3 separate regions of the Rattus norvegicus genome follow, and all the other regions are linked to region 3. Evidence: chromatin contacts called from public Hi-C data. All regions are on one chromosome and are shown on one strand. The core of a region is the stretch at or near the end of the contact, and the rest is flanking DNA. Distances in the headings are between cores, read along the strand shown.

Evidence for each region. Hi-C and Micro-C count contacts between places; a contact is called where the count stands out from the background.
Region 1: a Hi-C map of Schwann cells shows a contact between it and region 3, with 4 times the contacts expected there. The contact joins the enhancer-like site here to the promoter of Ubl3 in region 3. A contact is called at or near these places in 2 of 12 Hi-C or Micro-C datasets (the A7r5 cell line and Schwann cells).
Region 2: a Hi-C map of frontal cortex shows a contact between it and region 3, with 1.6 times the contacts expected there. The contact joins the enhancer-like site here to the promoter of Ubl3 in region 3. A contact is called at or near these places in 6 of 12 Hi-C or Micro-C datasets (the A7r5 cell line, the Rat2 cell line, Schwann cells and 3 more) and 1 of 1 datasets of contacts at active chromatin or transcription factors (oligodendrocytes).

Annotation. Positions count from the first base shown.
Region 1 is chr12:11,743,636-11,747,473 of GRCr8, forward strand. It overlaps Mtus2 (microtubule associated scaffold protein 2), which reads right to left. Exons shown (of 15, transcript NM_001374100.2): 14 at 3,470-3,567; 15 at 1-1,849. The coding sequence ends at 1,636. Among named protein-coding and RNA genes, the nearest start is that of Slc7a1, 81 kb to the left of the region's middle. Within about 2 kb of position 1,601, at least 19 of the 93 cell types and tissues checked have an H3K27ac peak or open chromatin away from gene starts, as enhancers often do. A contact at or near this core is called in Schwann cells, where this site is marked.
Region 2 is chr12:11,374,553-11,378,333 of GRCr8, forward strand. No RefSeq gene overlaps it. Among named protein-coding and RNA genes, the nearest start is that of Ubl3, 130 kb to the right of the region's middle. Within about 2 kb of position 2,294, at least 53 of the 93 cell types and tissues checked have an H3K27ac peak or open chromatin away from gene starts, as enhancers often do. A contact at or near this core is called in Schwann cells, where this site is marked.
Region 3 is chr12:11,507,683-11,511,502 of GRCr8, forward strand. It overlaps Ubl3 (ubiquitin-like 3), which reads left to right and starts at 2,230. Exons shown (of 5, transcript NM_001015030.1): 1 at 2,230-3,044. The coding sequence starts at 3,018.

The sequences.
Region 1 (3,838 bases), core at 351-2,850, 240 kb after region 3:
AGCCACAGGAGGGATGTTGACCACACTTGTCTCGGTGTCAGATATGTGTGTCCTTGGAGTGGCTGACACCGTCTTCTTGGCTCCGTGGCTCTTCTCATCTTGGGCCTGCTCACAGACAGACAGGCCCATGCTTAGAAAACGGAGGGTCTCTTGTCACATACAGGAAACAAAGGTATCATTCAGCGCGGCACGGTACTGCCAGTTAAAACTACTTCTCTTTTGTGGGTCATGCTTCTAATCTTCCATAGCACTACATGAATACCTTTCATGTTCTAACTCTACCTCATTAGAGACGAAGGCCAGTCCAGCGGCTGATGGATGCTGACTGGCCGTTTCACTGCGTTCCCTTGTTTGGGAGAGCCTTCTGGGGCTAAGACGGGACCACAGCCAGGTGCAGTCCTGGTAACCCTCCAGCAGAAGGGACATGATCTAGCACCTTTAGAACTGGCTTCCCCCCCCCCTTTCCCCAAGAGAGAAAGGCTGGTTTCCGGAAGCCTTGACTAGAACCCCTGAGCCATCTTGATGTGCAGTGATGGGGTCGAGTCATAGAACCAAACTGAAAAATGGGGGTGTTGCCTATGAGAGGCGATGGTTGGGGCCATGTCGGCCCCTACCAGAACTCCTCCTCCATGAGGATGGGTCATGCATGGTCTAGATAGTCTCCGAGTTCATGCTTACCCTCATCGCAAAGGTCGCATGCGTCCGTGTTTTCCTGAGGATGCAATAATATCTTAATGGTGGATTTGCAAGGTGCCATTTGGGGTTGGGGGTGGGGAGCAAAACTGGTGTTTTCAAGATTATAATGAATTGATAAGGGGAAAAACATTGGCCAGACCATGTGATCCCTCCGGTCCCCCCCTCCCCCACACCCTGCGACATTTTACCTCCTTGGGATGGGAGAAGTCATAATTAAATCCTGCAATGGGCTGAGAGTGACCCCACCTCGCGTTGGACTAAGAAGCTAGTTGCTCCAAAGGCGGTTACCATCTACAAATCGCTGGTGTTTAGGGTAAGCAGGGTACCACTTGGTCTCATGCTTGCTTGCTTGCTTTTTCTTTTTTCTTTTTTTTTTTTCTTTTTTCTATTTTGGGTAGAAATATCTCCAGGAAACTAGATAGAAATGCGTTTTTCATTTCCCAATAATTCTTAGGCACAAGTTAGAAAACTGCTGACCGTCGCTAAAATATGTCAGCGCATCGTGTGTTATATATGTATATATATATAAAAAAAAGCAATTCGGAGTCGCCGCAGGTGTGTACCCACGCATCTGAATACACACCCGCAGCGGTGCAAGGAGGGTTTTCGAGTATTCGAAAAACGGAGCTGTTTGTGGCTGACCTAAAGTTCCGCTGCGGAACTCCGTCTCTCAGGAACAATTGGAGCTGTTTCTCTTTTGCTTCTAACTATACTAAAGCATTTTGTTTTTGTTTTTGTGTTTTGCTTTTGGACACCAGACTCTGCTGCTTACGCCTTCCTAAGCGCCAATACCAGGACGGTCTCACACGAGGGTCAGAGAGGACTCTGCCTAAGATGCAGTATGCAGCTACTGAGCATGCGCACAGGGCAGCCACCAGCACCGGCCAGCACTCCCTCGGACGGACAGAAGCTTGAGCTCCTGTGGGTGGCAGGGTGATGTCATCTAGGTGTGGTACTGACTCTGGCTGGAGAGGAGGGTCCAGAGGAGGAGCCCCTGTACACCGGAGATGTGGGGGAGAGTTTAATCGGGCTGGTCGGGTCCCCAGTCTGGAGCTTCCAAAGTAGTTCCTCGTTGGTTCGGCTCAGTCTCTTCTTTTCCTGGGTCTCTTTCTCCACGTATTCCTGGAGATTAGCATTTTCCTCCGACAGTTGTCTGCGTGGGGGAGAATGGTAGTTAGCAGCGGGAACCATTGGGCGTACTAGTGACAGAGGCTGATAGGCGGAGGCCGGGGGCAATTCCCCAGGCTCGCAGGTCTCTCTGCTGGGTTAGGGGGCAGTTGTGCACAGAGCAAAGAAAGGCTAGAGGCTGGAGTAGGAAGTGGGGGAGATGGTAGGTCACGTGGGCTGCTGCTACAGCCCATAGGAGGGGTTGCTATGGAGATTGTCTACGGCTGTGGTCAGGGTACTGACTAACAGCGCCAATCAGCCGGGAATATTTTCCCGTTACCTCCAGCCCTGAGTACGTGCCTCTGCGATTGAAGTCATTAGCTCGGCTGTAGAGTCGGTCTGTCTACATGTCTGTCTGCTGGACCACAAGTCCTAGAGGGCAGGGGTCAAGACTCTGTTATGTTCTTGGCTGGCGTTCAGCATGGCATCCAGAAAAATAGATGTTTGATCACCGTCGGTTGATAACGGGGGTCGGGGGTGGGGGAGAGAAAGCAATCGTGTGTGTGTGTGTGTGTGTGTGTGTGTGTGTGTGTGTGTGTGTGTGTGATGTCATGGTGCTTAAATTGCTGGCTTTGCTGCGTGTTTTTGGTAATTTTTGTACTTTATGTGTGTGTTTTGGCTGCGTGCATGCCCGAGAACCATTGCATGCAATGCCTGTGGAGGCCAGAAGAGGGCGCGGGTCTCCTGGAACTGTTAACTCTAACAGATAGCTGTGTGCTGTCAGGTAGGTGCGGGGAATCAAACTTGGGTCTTCTGGAAGAGCAGCCAGTGCTCTTAACCACGGAGTCACCTGTCTATTTCAACTTGTGTTTTAGAGAGTGATCGCTGCTTTCAGGAATCGGCCAGAGTAAGTACAAATACATTTTACAACTGGATGGGCTAAAGTCCCAGAAAGGTACTCTGGGCTGACGCCTGCACTTGCTGTCTGAGGAAAGGTGGCTGGGTATGTGTGGGCGTGTGAACAAGTGGCATGCCAGTGTATAAGCATGCACGTGCATCAGTGTATGTGTAAGTGTGAGCACGCGTGAATGGATATATACATGAGTGTGTGCACATAAGCATGGGTGTACACAGGATAACATATCATAGCCACACCGAGGAGTCTGGTCCAACAGAATGGGAAAAGGCGAAGGCCTCCATCTCACTCGGGCGACTTAGCCTTGCCCAGTATAATAACCTGCAGCCAGCCACAGACGCCACAGACGTTTTCACTGCACTCTGAGCTGGGGTCAAGAGTGACCCAATCCTTCCTTGAAAGCAGGAGCCTATAGGGAAGAGCTGACCCGATTTTCTGGAATATTGGGGTTACCTAGCCATGGTTCTCTTTAGCTGGGGACTTTAGCTGATGCTCTTCTCCTAATCTCTGGGATGAAATCTTCCTGCTCTGGGGCCCCTGCTTCCTGGGCTTGAGGTCCTCACTCACTTCTGGGGAACGGGGCCGGCTGGGATGCAGAGCTGGGATGTGTACCATGGGGTCACGGCCATCTGCTTTTCTTCTGATCAACTGAGAGGCACCAGGAGATTGTTCAGACTGGATACTGGGACATGCGGATGTTCCGGGAAAGCCACTTTGAGAAGGACGTAGTGAGAAACTGGGCTCACCCACCTGGTAACAACCGTGTTCTGGTCGATCCTCGCTTTGAGGTCTTCGTTCTGCTGCTGGAGTACCTGGATCTTTTCTTCCAGGATGATGTTCTTTTCCACCTAGGAAAGAGACACCAGTGAAGAAACTCCCACTGGATCAGTGGCCTTGGCTTCTGCACTTTGGAGGGTTTCCAGGAACAGGACTTTGCTAACCGCTCTGTGCAAAGCTTTTGTGGGCGGGAAAATCAGGGGAGATGGATGAGGGACCAGCACTGCTCTTTTCAGAAAGACAGAACAGAAAATGCCAGAGTGTGCTCTGTTGGTAGTAAAAAGCACTGTGGTACATAGTTTAGACTCTCTCTCTCTCTCTCTCTCTCTCTCTCTCTCTCTC
Region 2 (3,781 bases), core at 1,044-3,543, 130 kb before region 3:
CTAAAATCAGCCTGACAGCACCTAGGAGTGGGCAGGCTTGCCCATGTCCATTCACGCACAGGGACGGGTGGGCTGGGCTGCACAGCCAGGGTGGATTAGGTCGGGAGCTAAGTGCCAGTGCCCCAATCAGCAAATCCAACCCTTGGACCACTGAGCTTCTGTGTGGCGTTTAGTTAGAGAGACTCATAGGAGGCCTGCACACGGGCTTTCCCAGTCAGCAGGATCCTGCAGACCCATGATCTTTCTCCATCAAGCTTAGGTGACCTGAACACAAAGCACTGATGTCTCCTGGCTTTGTTCGATGTGGAGGTTGTGGGGGAACCTGTAGGTGCTCTCATCAACTCTGTGTTGAAGATGTGCTGCTAAAAATCCCTTCCCTGGAGGATGAAAACATCTACCCCACCCCCTCCCAGGATGGGTGATGGCTTCCCCCATACTTGTCCATGTGGACCTTCTTCCCTAGTTCTTCCCTGTCTATCCAGCCTCTAGTCCGTGGTTCTCAACCTATAGGTCTCAAAGGGGTCACACACCGGATATTTACACCACGATTCATAACGGTAGCAAAATCACAGTTATGAAATAGCAACAAAAATAGTTTTACGGTGGTGGGGGTTGGTGGAGTCCATCACGACATGAGGAACTGTATTGAAGGGTTGCATGCAGCATTGGGAAGGTTAAGAATCAGCACGCTAGTCCCTCCCCCAAACCCCTATTCTGTTATCAAGGCAGAATTAGAGAGGACTGGTTAGGAGTGTCTAGACACAGTGAGGATCCAGTGGTCCTCACCCCAGCCCTTTAGAAGGTAAGCACTCAAGCTAACTGTGATCTTTCAAGAGCAGGCCCATAGAGCTTCTGAAAGCGACAGCTGTTTGGTTCCAAGAACAGTCCTGTCCCTCTGAGCTGCATCCTCTGAGCTTCCTGCCAACACATGCTCTATTATCTGTCCAGGGCTCTCAGAGGTTCTCTAAATCCTGAACCCCTCTGGCTTGGGCCTCCAGAGCTGGGTTAAAATCTGAACTCACAAAACTAGGAAACATTGGGAGAGCAGCTGGGCAGTGATTAGAACTTGTAGCCCACAGGGGGCTTTTCTCCTATCAATTTTTTAAATGTTTTTTAAGGTTTATTTATTTATTATATACATTGTAGCTATCTTCAGACACACCAGAAGAAGGCATCAGATCTTATTACAGATAGTTGTAAGCCGCCATGTGGTTGCTGGGATTTGAACTTAGGACCTTTGAAAGAGCAGTCGGTGTTCTTAACCACTGAGCCATCTCTCCAGCCCTCCTATCAATTCTTTTAAGTTATGTGTATATGAGTGAGTGCAGACCCAGAGGAAGCCAGAGGACTCCTAGAAACTGGAATTATAGGTAGTTGTGAAACAACCAAAATGGGTACTGGGAACTTGAATCCTCTTAGCCGCTGCCAAGCTGTCTCTCCAGCCCTGATACTGGGGACTTTTTAGATAAAATAGGGGTGAAGAATCTAGAAGACACAGACCAGCAACAGAGGGGACCTGGCAGTGCAGGCCTTGGCCTGGCAGTGTGGGATCCTCTGGCTTGAGACTGGCTTGCTAACACTGGATGGCAAGGGGCAGGCTAACTAACAACAGGGTCCCTGCTCCCTGTACTGCTCTGCACCCTCCATAGGGCCCAAAGGAAGGTCTATGCTTCTGCCTCTCCTGAGCTTCCAGACTGGGCTGTCTCTGGAGATGCTGCAACAGACTGTGGCTTTTAGAATTTTCAGCCCAGGAAAAGGAGAGAAACGTTAAAATGCTAGTGAAACGGTGAGACACTATTTCAGGCTAAGAGGTGGTATTTCGGGAGGCTCCGAGGAACTCATTTGGGAGGGTTTGGGCAGAAGAAGCAGGGACAGGAAAAACCCTCAAGGGCTGGCAATCTGGGATAGCTGGAGAGGTTTGCCTGGGGCTCTCCCAGGAAGCCCCAGGAAGTAAGGAAGCGTCAAAGAACAGAGCAAGCTGCAGTCGGCTCAGGCTGCCCAGACATAGGCCAGAGGAACCAATTGGCCTCATGCCACTGTAGCAGCAGTGAGGGGAGGGTGGGAGGGGGCTCCACAGAAGCTCTGGGAAGAATTCTGCTCTGTGTCCATTACCACTGTGTGCCAGGCACGTGCAAGGAACTGACAGAGCCTGGGACAATGAGACATTCTAATTTTGACAGCAAAGAGCTACATTTTGAGTAGAACAAGAACAGCCAACTATGTGGAATGTCTGCTTGGCAGCAGCCTTGCCTAACTGGGCAGCACCGGCTTTCTAATGTAATCCCTGTGACACAAAGCACAAACTCAGTACAATGGCTGAGGACGTGGACCTTGGAGTCAGATATCAAATCCTGCCTCGGGCACTAATGGGTTGTGCAACTTAGACGGCTTCGCTTATCCTCTCTGTGTATTCATTTATAAAGTAGGAGTGACAGTCGTGTTTATCCTGGAAGAGCATTGCAGATTTTGCTCATATATGTGTAGGCTTGTGTGTATGTATGTATATGCATATGTATATGTATATGCATATGTATATGCATATGTATATGTATATGCATATGTATATGCATATGTATATGTATGTATGTATCTGGGAAGAGATATTGTTCGTATGTATGCATATATACATGTATGCATATATGCATGCATGTATGCATGTGTGAATGTATGCATGTGTGCATGTATGCATGTGTGCATGTATGTGTGTGCATGCATGCATGTATGTATGTGTGCATGTATGCATGTATGTATGTGTGCATGTATGTATGTATGCATGTATGTATGCATGTATGTATGTATATGTATGTTGCAGAGGTGATCCATGTGGCTGGAGGCTGGACTCAGAGCTCAGGTCTCTGCCTTAAGCTTTCCACTGCTCTATCTGTGGCCAGCAAACTTATCCAGGGTTCTGTCATTTGGGGCCACTTCTTATGGTGGAGGCATATGCAGAAGTCCTGATGACCACCGGCGTGCAGCATGACAAGCCCCAAGAGGGTGGTTTATCAGGACGGGGTCAAGCACCCTGGGCTGTACACAGACCACTCAGGGTCCTAGAAACATAAGTAACCAGCAGTGGGATTTAGCATTCTCACATCTACAGATCACTTAAGGAAACTTGGGTCTCCGGAGCCCACCAGTCTATGCCAGTTTTCTAGGAGCATCCTTCAGCCCTACTGGGTAAGAGGCTTCTCTGTCGCTTCCAGGTCTCGAACTGTGGATAAGATGTTAAAAGTACTGAGTGAGCTGGGAGCTTCTGGTCTGGGTCGGAGCCAGACGAACGATTGTTTTTGGCTTCCCTACAGTCACCTAAGGAACTGTTACTGTGTGCCGGGGACCCACTCTCCCTGCCTAGCCCAGGGATCACTGGTTCACAGACTTAGAGCTAAGTGTCCCTTGCAGCAGGGTGGCCACCAGTTCATTTCTGTGGGAGGGTGGCATGCTTCTCTCTTGTTTCCATCTCTTCTGAGTAGGCCAAAGAGAGGACTCTGTGGACGTCTGGCCTTGGTCCCTGGACCACGGCGGCCTCCTTTTACCTGAGAAAGCTCGCTTCCCTGGCCTACCACAAGGAGTTAATTTCCTGCTTGTCCAATGCCCACCTCAGTAGGTTGCTTTTGGCTAGGCATGAATGTCTTTGGCTCCTGGGGAACTTCCAGAAATAAGCATGTGCAAGACAGAGACGGGCAACTTAGAACATCTGGGAGCGAGGAAAGGGCATTTTGAAGCCTCCCAGTGAGAACCCACTAAGGCTAACAGCCAAGACTCCACTGCTCAACTACCCCAG
Region 3 (3,820 bases), core at 980-3,479:
GTAGCTTTTTTTTTTTTTTTTTGACGGGCCCACGATGTCATCACCCATTCTTAGAAGGGCCCTTAGGGATTAAAGATGAAGCTCCCCAGAGGAGCGGAAGAGCGTCAGAGAGGCAGAGGAGCACCACAGACTCCTTCGTGGCAGAGTTAGCTCTTTGGTTTCTTGTGAGGTTAGTTTTTCCCTATCAAAACTGCTGTGTCATTCCTGCCTTCCGGGTGATGCTGACAATAGATCGGAGGCACCGGATGATGTTACCCTTCCCTGCTGTGGACAGGCAGGCTGCTCTCTGCACCCCCTCACTTCTCTCTCCACAGTAGAGGCGGCAGAGCGGAGAAATCCCTTTGTGTTCGGCAATGCTCCTTCATGCCTGAATTATGTCAGGAAAGGGTTCCAATGAGTTTTGCTGTTGTCTTATTTGAGTAATTAGGAATGCAACCAGGTTCAGAAAGCTTACTTTTAAAAGACGGGGACCTTATACAGAAGGGGCAGGGGCAGACATGCTGAGGTCTTGGGCTCCAAGTAGGGGTCATTACATCCCTGGCAATGGGGCTGGTGCTTCATTCTGCCAACTTTGGCTTCTTGACTTTCATTAGCACTTAGGTCTGGCAGAGTGAGGATGGGGGGGTGGAGAGTAGGCGGGGCACGGGGAATTAACCTGGTGAGCATTTTTAAATGGTAATCAAGTACTTCTTCAGAATCTGCTGGTGGATTGAAGAGTTCCAGTTGTCTGGATTTCCAGGAGGATTGGTGGTGGGGAAGGGTCCTGTGGTTATTCAACACACACACAGAGAAACTACATTAACAGACCATAGAACCCACAGATGCTGAAATATGGAAGCCGCATTGGAGTGAGCCTGGGCCTCTGTTTTCCTCTACCTTTGGATTCTTAGGGAGTTGGGTCTGTGATACAGGGCCCTAGGAGTGCATGGAATTTCTTCAGTCAGGCCACCATTCAAAAGACAGGTAGGTCCTCTTAAGTGTCCTGTGAGTTCCCATCCGATGAGGACAAGCGTGACTGGGGAGATGGTCATGGGGAATGACACAGGTTCCTAGACAGTGAGCTCCGTGGGGATAGGGACTGCATAGCTCACGTCTGAACTCTCAGTGGCTGCAGAGTGCTTGGTGCATTTGTGTGCCGAGAGAGAAAGAGGATGAGTAGCAACAGTTCACGTCAGAAGATGTGTGCTATTTACAAAACGATTTCTGTGCCATGTATGAAATCATCCACATAACAGCACCCGGACTTTAGCCCTGGAAGGTAGGCAAGGCTGCTTGATAGGTGAGGTCACAGCTGTAGGTGGGTGTAGTAGTATCGTAGTATCGTGTTGAAACTGCCCTTCCGAGAGGTCTGAGATATGATTAAGGATCAACTGAATACCTGTGGTTTCTCTATTCTGATCCGATATCTGTGGCAGACATATTTTTCCACCTAAATCTTCTAGCACCAGCATTATATTATGCTGTTTTAAATTCATAATACAATTACGTCACCGGGTCAAAGAGGGGCTAGGCTGGAAGTAGGTGAATCTACAGGTAGTCTCTGCTACAGACTTTGCATGATATCACTATTGTGACTAATACAGTTTCTGGTCATTTCAATTAAGTAGATTGTAGCTTTATGGCCGTGGCACTTCAGAAAACGTGTGTTCAAACATTGCCTCTGCTTCATGAGAGCCTTGTTTCTGTTGAACTTCCGTGGCCTTATTGGAAATCAATGATTGCTTCTGATCTTCAAACTGTCATGTTGAGGAGACCTAAAGATTAACTCACTCAATAAAATGGTCTGAGATTGCAGGTTGTGGAGAACTTGCAATAATTAAAACGCATGCTTCTGCACCATGGTATGTCCTATTTTAACAGAGTCTACACAGTGCGCGAGGGACTTCTTCGTGCAAGTTGTTTTCCTCCAACAATCCGCGTAATCATGGCATTTCTGGACACAGGTAGGAACTGACTGCAGGGCAAGAGCCTCTAAACTGGAGACAAGGAAGCTATTGCTATGCAGGGAACTGTTGCTATGCGGGGGCGTGGCATTGATGCCCGCAAGGACGCCCTGGCGGCCCCTTCCCCTCACCTGCACGAACTACATTTCCCGTGATGCTCCGAGAGGGTTCCGTTGTGACGAAGGGAACAAGCGCAGACGGGGGCGGGGGAGAGGGGGCGCTATTCCCAAGTCGGCTCTCAGGCACCAGCAGCCGCCACCGCCGCCATGTTGGGCTGAGGCGATGACAGGAGGCGGCCGGGGCGTGTGGGATTGAGGAGTGGAGGAGGAGGCGGAGAGTCAGGGCTCTGAGGGGGAGCTGTTCCCAAGCTAAGGGAGGAGCCCCCGGAAGACGCCGCGGAAGGCAGCGAGGCGGAGGCGGCCGGAGTACGGACGCGATGTGGCCCGACCCGCGCTGCTGCGCTGAGGCGCCCGCGGCCTGAGCCCCCCGGCGCTGCGCTCGGTTCGGCTCGGCCCGGTTCGGCTCGGCTCGGCGGCCGGCGAGGTCGATGCCCTTGAGCGCGGCTGCGCGCAGCTCGGCTGTGCGGCCCCGCGGCGCGCGCTGAGCTTCTCGGCGGCCCCGGCCGCTCTCAGCTCGGCGCTCGATGTGTAGCCACATAGTTATCTGTACACTTCGTCGCCGGGGCTTTAATGAGGACCTGAGTCGCGAGCGCGAGTGAATCACCGCCTGGGCCGGGGAAAGAGGACGGCGCATTTAACCCCCTCCCACCCCACTCCATGTCCCTGTGTCACTCGGCTCTGTCCACCTGGCGCGGCGGGTCCTGGAGCTGCTACTGCTGCTGACGATCGACTCCCCTCGCGCCTCTCGCCCCAGAAGCTCTTGTGCTCCCACGTAACTTCTACTTTTTTTTTTTCCTTTTGAGAAAGCTCAGCACGAACCGATCAGAATTGTGAAGGGTTTTTGTTTTTTTTTTGTTTTTTGTTTTGCTTTTGGGTTTTCCGAAGCTCCAGCACTTCTGCTCTTGTTTTTGTTTTGTTTTCTGCGTAAACCTCTGGCCCACTCTCAAAAGGCAAGATGTCCAGTCATGTCCCGGCGGATATGGTAAGTGAACGATAAGTTCTGAGGTTCGGATTGTATTGTGGTTTCCAATCTGATTTAATCGGAAGACGACGCTGGCGTCGGGGCGAAGGTTTCTGGGGCCCGGTGGGGGGGAAATGGGGGCACTTCTGGAAAAGCCAGTCTACTTGGTTTTGGAGAAGTTGGCTCTTCTCCCCTCATCCGCCCCCCCTTCCTTTCTTTTTTTTTAGGAAGCACTAGTTTTTGTTGTGGTTTTGCTTCTTCTTTTTCTTTCTTTTCTTTCTTTTTCTTTTTTCTTTTTAAACCGCTGGGAGTCACTGGTTCGGTTGTGTTTTCTAAGTCGCCAGAGGCAGGGAAATGCAGTGGAAGCGGAGGAAATTCCTTCCCGATTGCTAGAAGGCTCTGAAGGCTTGGATTTAAACGCTTCGAGAAAACGTCAGGGGCTGTGTGGGCACAGCCGGGGACGGGCGCCGTGCTGGATACCTAGGGTAGGAAGAGGCTGTCTAGCTCAGCGACAGACAAGATCGCTCAGACGTAGGTGCACACTTGATAGTTTCAGAGACAGCGGCGCACCTCTTCGGAAAAAGTCTTGCTGCGAGCCCTTGGAAACGTCTAGCCGAACAGCTATGACAATCCGAGCTATTTAAATGTTTTTTCAATTCTAGGCTGATCGCGTAAGGGATCCATTTTTAATATAGATATTACAAGGTTTCTTGGAACCAAGTATTTAACAGTTTTGCATTTTAGGTTCTTGTTTGTCTATTGTTTGTTTTAAGCCAGTTAAGCATGTTTATTGAGCC